Regions from separate parts of the Mus musculus genome. Here all the other regions are linked to region 1. The links are chromatin contacts, called in public targeted proximity ligation maps. All regions are on one chromosome and are shown on one strand. The core of a region is the stretch at or near the end of the contact, and the rest is flanking DNA. Distances in the headings are between cores, read along the strand shown.

The links.
Region 2: a contact with region 1 is called in a targeted proximity ligation map of pancreatic cancer cells. A contact is called at or near these places in 5 of 39 promoter capture datasets (the 3T3-L1 cell line, 3T3-L1-derived adipocytes, embryonic stem cells and 1 more), 17 of 484 Hi-C or Micro-C datasets (B cells, the Ba/F3 cell line, the G1E-ER4 cell line and 10 more) and 4 of 130 datasets of targeted methods (the NIH/3T3 cell line, T-cell acute lymphoblastic leukemia, embryonic stem cells and 1 more).
Region 3: a targeted proximity ligation map of pancreatic cancer cells shows a contact between it and region 1. A contact is called at or near these places in 2 of 39 promoter capture datasets (cranial neural crest and second pharyngeal arch cranial neural crest) and 1 of 130 datasets of targeted methods (pancreatic cancer cells).

The regions. Positions count from the first base shown.
Region 1 is chr19:7,605,767-7,608,466 of GRCm38.p6, forward strand. It overlaps Lgals12 (lectin, galactose binding, soluble 12), which reads right to left and starts at 1,427. Exons shown (of 10, transcript NM_001356574.2): 1 at 1,361-1,427; 2 at 896-1,057. The coding sequence starts at 964.
Region 2 is chr19:7,055,326-7,058,025 of GRCm38.p6, forward strand. Macrod1 (mono-ADP ribosylhydrolase 1) reads left to right here and starts at 1,443. Exons shown (of 11, transcript NM_134147.4): 1 at 1,443-1,857. The coding sequence starts at 1,566.
Region 3 is chr19:6,986,366-6,989,065 of GRCm38.p6, forward strand. Vegfb (vascular endothelial growth factor B) reads right to left here and starts at 1,286. Exons shown (of 7, transcript NM_001185164.1): 1 at 987-1,286; 2 at 409-451; 3 at 1-121. The coding sequence starts at 1,046. It overlaps Dnajc4 (DnaJ heat shock protein family (Hsp40) member C4), which reads right to left. Exons shown (of 7, transcript NM_001357001.1): 6 at 1,824-1,910; 7 at 1,546-1,743. The coding sequence ends at 1,632.

The DNA of each region.
Region 1 (2,700 bases), core at 177-2,676:
CTTCCACTTTTTCCTGTTCCTCCATCCTGACACCGTTTTGCTTTCCCTCTTCTGAGTTCTCAGAGTCTTCACTCACAATGCTAGCTTGGCCCTTGGTCCCTCATGTACAGGAGCTGGCTGGCTGTTTTTCCATTAGGATCACTGAATAAGATAATTGGAGCCCTGTCTTTCTCTTCAGCAGGCTCAGCACAGTGGGTGCTCCACAGAGGGTGTGCAGACAAGCTGGAAGGGGAACCTGGGGCAGTGTCACAGGGTCAGCCCTTATAGGTGGCTTGTCAACTCCCAGTGGCAATCAGAGAGCCCAGACCACTCCGAGGAGCCCTCCAGGTGGCGGTCTTAGCTTGCGAAGCAACAGGCTGTGGGGACCTAGGAGGTTTCAGGTGCTTCAGCCCTGTTGCTCAGGCACCTGGGGGGCGGGGGTGGGGGTGGGGGAGGAGCCAGAGGCCAGGATCTCTACATGGCATGGCAGCTTGGCAGGCAGCCCAGTGGCTTCCAGTTCCCAGGCTCTTGGCAGAATGTGTTAATTAACTGCTCTGATGGAGGTCTCTAAGGAGGAGAGAACCAAGCAGGGGAAAGTAATAATTAGTGCTCATTAGTGGTAGTGCCTGCTGGGAGTTTGGCCTTCTGAAAACGTGGCTGGGCTTCAGAAAGTCTCCTGGGCACTGAACAGGGGGAGGGAGAGAGGAATCCACATTCTCCCTGACTAGGAGGGTTTCCCTCAGGCTTGGAGAAGGGGCTGCCCTTAGTCATTAGTGTCCCTCATAGCAATCCACCTCCATTCTTCTAGCCATCTATCCCAGAAGAGGCGTATTGAATAGGCAAGGATCCTGGAAGCCCGACCAATCACTTGCAGGCTGGAATTTAGCTGATTGGTCGTTTTATTACGCTTACTCACCGGGTGGAAGACTGGCGGCTGCAGGATGAAGCTGTCAGGAATCGGGTCCAGGTGTTCGTCAGTTGACATGGGGGAGGGGCAACTTCAACTCAGCCTCTGATCCTGATTCCAGCAACGCGATTCCCCACGGAATGGACTCACTTTTCCCAGCCTCTGCAACAGCTATCCAAGCTGTTAGTCTTACTTGTTCGCTATGGAGTTCTAATGCTTCTTGGAGCCGACCTGGGAGGGGCACTGGCCCACCTCTAGGAACCACATCAACCCCCGCTATGATGGTACAGCAGCAGCTTTGCTGGACTGGACCTGCTAGCAGAAACTCCCGCGCGTCCAGGGGCGGGTAGCTGGCACTCACTCATGGACTTGCTAACTAGCCCATCTGTGTCTGTGTCTGAAGCACTTGGCCACTTCAAAGGGAAGCCTAGGGCCGGCTCATTTCAGCGAGGGCTTTTGTTTCCTGGGGCTCACCTGGGCCTTCAGCGGATAGTAGGAAGGGAAGCTGCTGCTGCTGGTGGTACACGTGTGCAGGTTCCTTAAGAGGCCCCGCCCCCAGGTTCCTGGCTCCTCCCGCATTCATTCCCTGGTTGCTTTCCCCTCTCTTCCCCTTTCCCCCAAGTTGTTCAGTCCCTTGAGGCCATTTCAGCATTAGCTGCAAATGCCAGGGACCAGCTAGGGTCACAAGAAAGTGGAGTGACAAAGGCCAGGCAGAGGAGGGCTCCCTTGGTCTCAGACAAAGCAGCACTGGCTAGAGGGAACACAGCCTCTGCTCTTACATGCTGTGTCCTTCCACAAGTCACTTCTCCTTGAGCCTCCCTTTGTTCATCCCGGTGTCACAAGGGTGACCATGGCTGGGCTTTGTGTTTGAGCCTGGACCCATATTGCTGTTTTAGGAGAGGCCTCTAGGCCTGGCTCAGATTCCAGTTAAAGTTCCTCTTTCAAAATAGCATAACTCCTCAACTTTAGCCTACGTTGGGAGGTTTCCTGATCTAACTATGGGGTCAGACTTGGCAGCAGGGAATTCCTGGTATGTCAGCTACACAGGGTGTTGGTACAGTCGTTCCAGGGATAAGAGCGCCATGTGAGGGGCCTGGCGGAGGGATTGGGCAGGTCTACCTCACCTGATCTCCCCACCTAGAAGTTTGCCAGAAAGGTGAACTGTGGCGTCTCCACCCCGGGACCTACTGGAGAAAGCTCTTTGGGAGTGAAGTCCAGGAAATGGCCTTGCAGGCAATTCTACTGAGCATTAATGAGAAACCCTGACTTGGGTTCTAACTGAAAGCACTTTGGGTGCCAAGCAAGGAGTTTGTTCAGCTGTGGCTGGGTAGGTGTGGCAGGAGAGCTGAAGGTGTTTCTGTGGGAAATCCAATCCTGGGTGTGTTCAGAAAGAGATATGTTCGCCACAGTGGGGAGGAGAAACGGCAGGTGGAGAGACCAGTTGAGCCAGGCTATAGTGCCCTGCACTGTAGTCAGATCTGGGTCCCCAAGGCTAGTGGTGCCCTTCCCCCACCCCACATCAGCCCTGCTGGGAAATGAGGGAGGAGGGTGCACTCATTTACTTGGGTTGTCATAACAAAATACAACAGATTGGGTGGGGTGTAAACAACAGAACTCTATTTTGTCTCTGTTCTAGAAGTTCAAGATCAAAGTGTTGTCTGGGACCTCTGTTGTGGGTTGGCAGCCAGCCTTGTTCTCATACAGTTGTCTCTGCTGGGAGGGTCTTGGACGATTGCAGAATACCTTAAGAATCCATTCCGCAGACCAAGAAAGGGACCTTCTTCACCTGGGAGTCAGTTGACAACATCTGGACA
Region 2 (2,700 bases), core at 193-2,692, 550 kb before region 1:
CAAGGCCAGAAGAGGGCGTGGCATCCCTTGGAACTGGAGTTACAGAAGATTTTTGAGCCACCATGTGAGGGCTGGAAATAGAATTCTGGTCCTCTGGAACAGCAGTCAGGGATCTTAACTGCTGAGTCATCTCTCCAGCCCCGGGATTTAAATCCCTCCCCCACCCCCGCTTTCTTTTTAAATAAAAATGTAGAGTCTCACTGGGTAGCTCTGACAACCAGCTCTCAGGTAGGCCAGGCTGGTGTGGAACTGAATATGAAGTAGTGGCTAACCGGGAACAGGTTACAGGCATATGTCATTATGGAATATGAGGAAAAAAAAAATTAGCCGGGCAGTGGTGGCGCACGCCTTTAATCCCAGCACTTGGGAGGCAGAGGCAAGCAGATTTCTGAGTTTGAGGCCAGCCTGGTCTGCAGAGTGAGTTCCAGGACAGCCAGGGCTACAAAGAGAAACTCTGTCTCGAGAAGAAAAAAAAAAAACAACAACAACAACAACAACAACAACAAAAGAAAAGGAGAAAAATAAAGAAGAAAAAAATTATCCTTCTTAGGTCACTACTCTAGTGTTTCTATACACCCACATTTATAGATCCATATTCTCTCTCCTTTTCTCCTTTTTTTTTTTGGTTTTTGGTTTTTGAAGACAGGGTTTCTCTGTGTAGCTCTGGCTGTCTGGAACTCTCTGTAGACCAGGCTAGCCTCGAACTCAGAAATCAGCTTGCCTCTGCCTCCCAAGTGCTGGGATTAAAGGCATACGCCACCACTGCCCGGCTCTTTTTTATATTGATTGTTAGACTGACCTATTGACTGAGACAGGGTCTTGCTATGTGGCTGCCTTGTAAGTCAGGCTGATCCTAAACTTTCCTAAGATCCTCCGCCCTCACCCTCTGGAATGCTGGATTGTAAGTATGCCTTACCATGCCTATTTGACACCTAGGTTTCTTCCTGTCAAATCTCACTAATGTCTTGTGAGCTGCTGTGGAATTCAGTCGGCGCTGCTTGGCTCTTGGAGCTTAAGGGAGGTCGAGCTCTTCAGAAAAGTTGCCCCACCCTAACACATAGGTCCGCGGCACCTATCACCCCCGCCCCACCTTGGCAGGCTGGAACGTGCAGCTGCTGTGGATCAGAAGCAGAGCTGGGTGATGCGGAGGCACCAACACAAGTCCAGGTCTCTCTATGCCTACAAAACACGCGATAGGACCGAGTTTACTTATGAGCCACGGCAACTAGGCGGAAAGAACTAGAAGCCGACTTGGCGGGAAAACCCACGCACGGAGTGCCTTGTCGAATCACCGAGCTTCGGAAGGTTGGCTGCAGCCACACTCGGGAGGACACAGACAGGCTGGGTGCGCACGTGTGTGCTACCAGTGCGTGAGCGCAGTGGGCCGGGACGGAACTACAAGTTCCAGGGTGCCCAGCGGCGCGCCGCCCGCGGTCTCTAAGCAGGTCGCCACGGGCTGGCACGCGCCACTCTCGTCCCAGAGTAAATAAGGGACCGAGCGCGACTCTCCGGAGCACCGTAAATAGAGTCCGAGTGGGCGGGGAGCCGCCCGGCACCGCCTGCTCATGTCGCTGCAGAGCCAAGTGTCCGGCCGCCTGGCACAGCTGCGCGCGGCGGGGCAGCTGCTGGTCTCCCTGCGCCCCTGGCCCGGCCGCTCGGCGGGTGGCCCGCGGCCCCGTGGCAGTGCGTGCGGTCCCCTGGTGGCACTGGGCGAGCACGGCTACTGCGCGTGGCTCTCGGCGGGAGTTGGGGCGTGGGGGGCGGCGGGGCGTGGAGCCTGGGTGCGCACCTGGGCCCCCCTGGCCATGGCCGCGAAGGTGGACCTGAGCACCTCCACCGACTGGAAGGAGGCCAAATGTAAGTGTGAGCGCAGGGCGTGGGTCTCCCCGGCCGAAAGGCACTCCACGAGCAACTGAGACACTCGGGAACCCCTTTAGCCCACATCCATACCCAGCTCCTACACCAGGTTACCCCTTGACTAAACGAGTGGGGAAGGCGGCCTTACCTCAGCAATGGTCCCAGGTAGTCCACACCCCCCACACCCCCAGATCCTCTGGGATCTGCCACCTTCCTCCATGCATGCACAGGAGGGAAACTGAGGCTTAGGGCCAGAGTTCACTTCCCCAAGGTCAGGCTGGGAGTGTGCAAAGGCAAAGTGTAGAAGCTTGGCCTATCAGGTAGGGTCAGGTAGCCCCAAGAATGGCAGCTCGGGGGCCTCTCTGGGAGTATGGTAGGTGCCCGTTTTGCCCTCCTGCTGGCTTCTGGCCCCTTGCCAGCACTTTGCTCCTTCTTGAGGGACTGGGATCATAGAACTTGGAGAGCAGGCTGACATCGGGCGTGGGCTTGTGAGAATCACTGACTCCCTCAAGAATGAAAGTATTTCTCCTCCTGGACGGGCATGCCAGGAAGGGGCCACGGGTCCCGGACGACCTAGTCGCTAACTGGAATGCAAAGTGCAGAGCCCCAAATAGCCCTGAGTGGCAGTCCAGCTGCCCCTGCCTTTCAGCGCCAGTGCTTCCCTTATTATTCCGGGCCGATCCTCCTCCCAATGAGCGGCTAAGGCCATTGGCTGGGCTGCTAGTGGGCGTGACCATGGGGGCTGGGTCAAGCGGGGTTGAAGGTAACCTCAGATTGGTTCCTTTTTAGAAAAGAGAGCTCTCCCTTGTTGCAAGTCTGCCCAGGATCCTAAAGCACTTGACA
Region 3 (2,700 bases), core at 36-2,535, 620 kb before region 1:
ACAGTCACACAGCTGGGCACTAGTTGTTTGACCACATTGCCCATGAGTTCCATGCTCAGAGGCACCACCACCTCCCTGGGCTGGCATGTGGCACGTGCATAAACGTCTATCCATGGCACCACTGTGGGCAGACCCAGATGGATTAAGTTCTTATCAGGTCTCCTGAAGCTCCTCTGAGCATGTAGCCTCTCTGATACCCTATCACCACCACCCCAACCATCTTTTAAACCTGTCTTTCTCTGCCTTGTTTCTCAAGAAATGATTAAGCCCTCTGCCTCAGTTTCTTCCTCTATGGAATGGTATCGCCCAAAGGAGTTGGGATCACGCAAGATAAGGGATATGAAATCAGAGCAAGTGCTAACCCCTCTTAGTACTGGCTGGTGGCAAGTTATTGTTAACTATTATTACCTTTCTTCTGGTGGCTGGGGCCATCAAACTGGGACACAGGGGCCTGTGGGAAAGAAGATACCTGGGCCCAAGATGCACTCTAAAAGGGCTGGCCCTGTGGCTATGTAAGGGCTCCGTCCTTGAGTCAGGCTTCTGCGCCTTTCTGACACCTTTCCAGATTTATTCTGTTCCCAAGACCTTGGTTCTAATTTTTCTTGTATACTCAGACATCTGGTACTTTCCCTGGCCCAAGACCCACCAGGCATACTCTGGGAATGGTACTAAAGCCCAAGCCTTAGCGCTGGGCTTGTTTTAGGTCAGGAGCCAGGATAGTGGGAGACAAACGAGGTTCGGAGGGCACGGAGGCAGCTCCGCCCTACAACCGCCCAGGGGATGGGGTGAGGTGGGGGAGTGGCCCCAGGGGCATGGGCTAGGACTAGCGGGCCTTCGCCAAGGGGCACCTCTTAAGGGATATTCCCGGTTTGAACTGAGGATCCCCTCGACAGAGGTAGCAGGCGCCTCCCCACTTCCGCCAACCTTGAGAGGGCACCGCGGGCGGGCGGGCGAGCTAGCGAGCGGGATGTCGCGGACGCACGTACCTGGGTGCGAGCCAGCTGCAGCAGTGCAACAAGCAGCAGGCGACGGAGCAGGGGGCTCATGGTGCCCGCGGGGGGCGAGCGCCGGGAGCGCCCGCATGGCCCTAGCCCGGCGGCGTGGGGGGCGGCGGCAGCCAGAGCCCCATGGCGCGGGCCCGGGGACCCGGGGCGGGGCGCAGGGGGCGGCTCCTCCGCGGCCCCCTCCCGAGCCCTGGGCGCAGGCAGCGCAACGCAGCGCCGCAGCGACGGCCTGAGGAACAAGACAGGCAGGCGGCCTGTAGTGGCGGCGGTGGTGGCCGGGACGGCGGGCAACGGGGACGGCGGGGGGTGGCAGGGGGCCTGGCCGGGGCTGGCGGGCAAGAGGCTCATGTGACCTAAACACGCGCTCCCCACCGGGCCGCGGGCGGAGGCGGGGCGGGGGCGGAGCCGGTCCCCTCCAAACGCCCCCTCCCGCCGCTGCAGGGGAAAGGGGACACACCGCCCTGGAGGCCGAGCTCCGGGGGTCGCTGCCTCACGAGGGGAGGGGTGAGGAGATGCGTGACCTGAAGGACCGAATCGGACAGGCGTCTGAAAATGAGTTTATTGCACGTGTAGTTCTGGACAGGCAGCAGGGAGAGGACCAATGAAGGTCCCATTTAGTTAAGCCTCTCAGGGGCTTGTGTCCTGGGGCATGATCCTGGAGCTTTCTGGAGGCAGGGAGGGTTCTGCCCGAGGCTGCTGCCTCTGCTGGCGCTCCTGCTGAATCCTGGCTCTGTTGGCCCTGGAAAGAAAAACAGGATCAGGACAGACATCCTGGAGGGTGGTGCTGAAGCAGGAAGCAAAGTCAGAGCAGTGACAGACCTGGCCCTGGCCCGAGTGTCATTGTAGATGGCTGTAATGATCCGGTCCTTTTCATCCATGAAGCTGCGATGCACCTGCTCCAGCTTCCTGTGAAGGAATTGCAGTTAACTCCGAGTCTCCGAACTCTGGTGTCCCTCAAACCCTGGTCCTTGACCAGGTTCTAGCATCTCTCACACAACTTTACATCTCTCTCTATAACAGACACCAAGTGGCCCAAGTCCCAGAACTAGGTGGCACCCTAAGTCACTGGCTGTCCTGTGAAGAAGGTTGGTGAAACAGCTCTGAAATCAGGTTGCCTCTCCCAGAAGACTAGAAAGGGGGCATATTTAGGTAATCTCCATTGCTAGATACTACGGACAATGGGCTCCATCCTTTGGGTTTCTATGCCACAGAAAACTGGTATGACAGCATGCATTCGAGTGTATGGTGAGGTCCTGGCAGCTACCATGGACTGTCACTGTTATACGGCACTTGTCCTTCCTCGCTCTTTCTTTCTTTTCTTTTATTTTTTTTTATGGTTTTTTGAGACAGGTTTTCTCTGTATAGCCTTGGCTGTCCTGGAACTCACTTTGTAGACCAGGCTGGCCTCGAACTCAGAAATCCACCTGCCTTTGCCCCCCAAGTGCTGGGATTAAAGGCGTGCACCACCACTGCCTGGCCCTCTTTCTTTCTATATTGAGACACAGTTTAATGTAGCCTAGGCTAGCCTCAAACTCCATATGTAACCAAAGATGACCCTGAACTTAAAAAATTTGCAAAAAAAAAAAAAAAAAAAATTGCTTGGTGGTGATGGTGCACTGACTTCGAGGCCAGCCTGGTCTACACAGGGAGTTCCAGGTCAGCCAGTTCTACACAAAGAAACCCTGTCTCAGAGAAA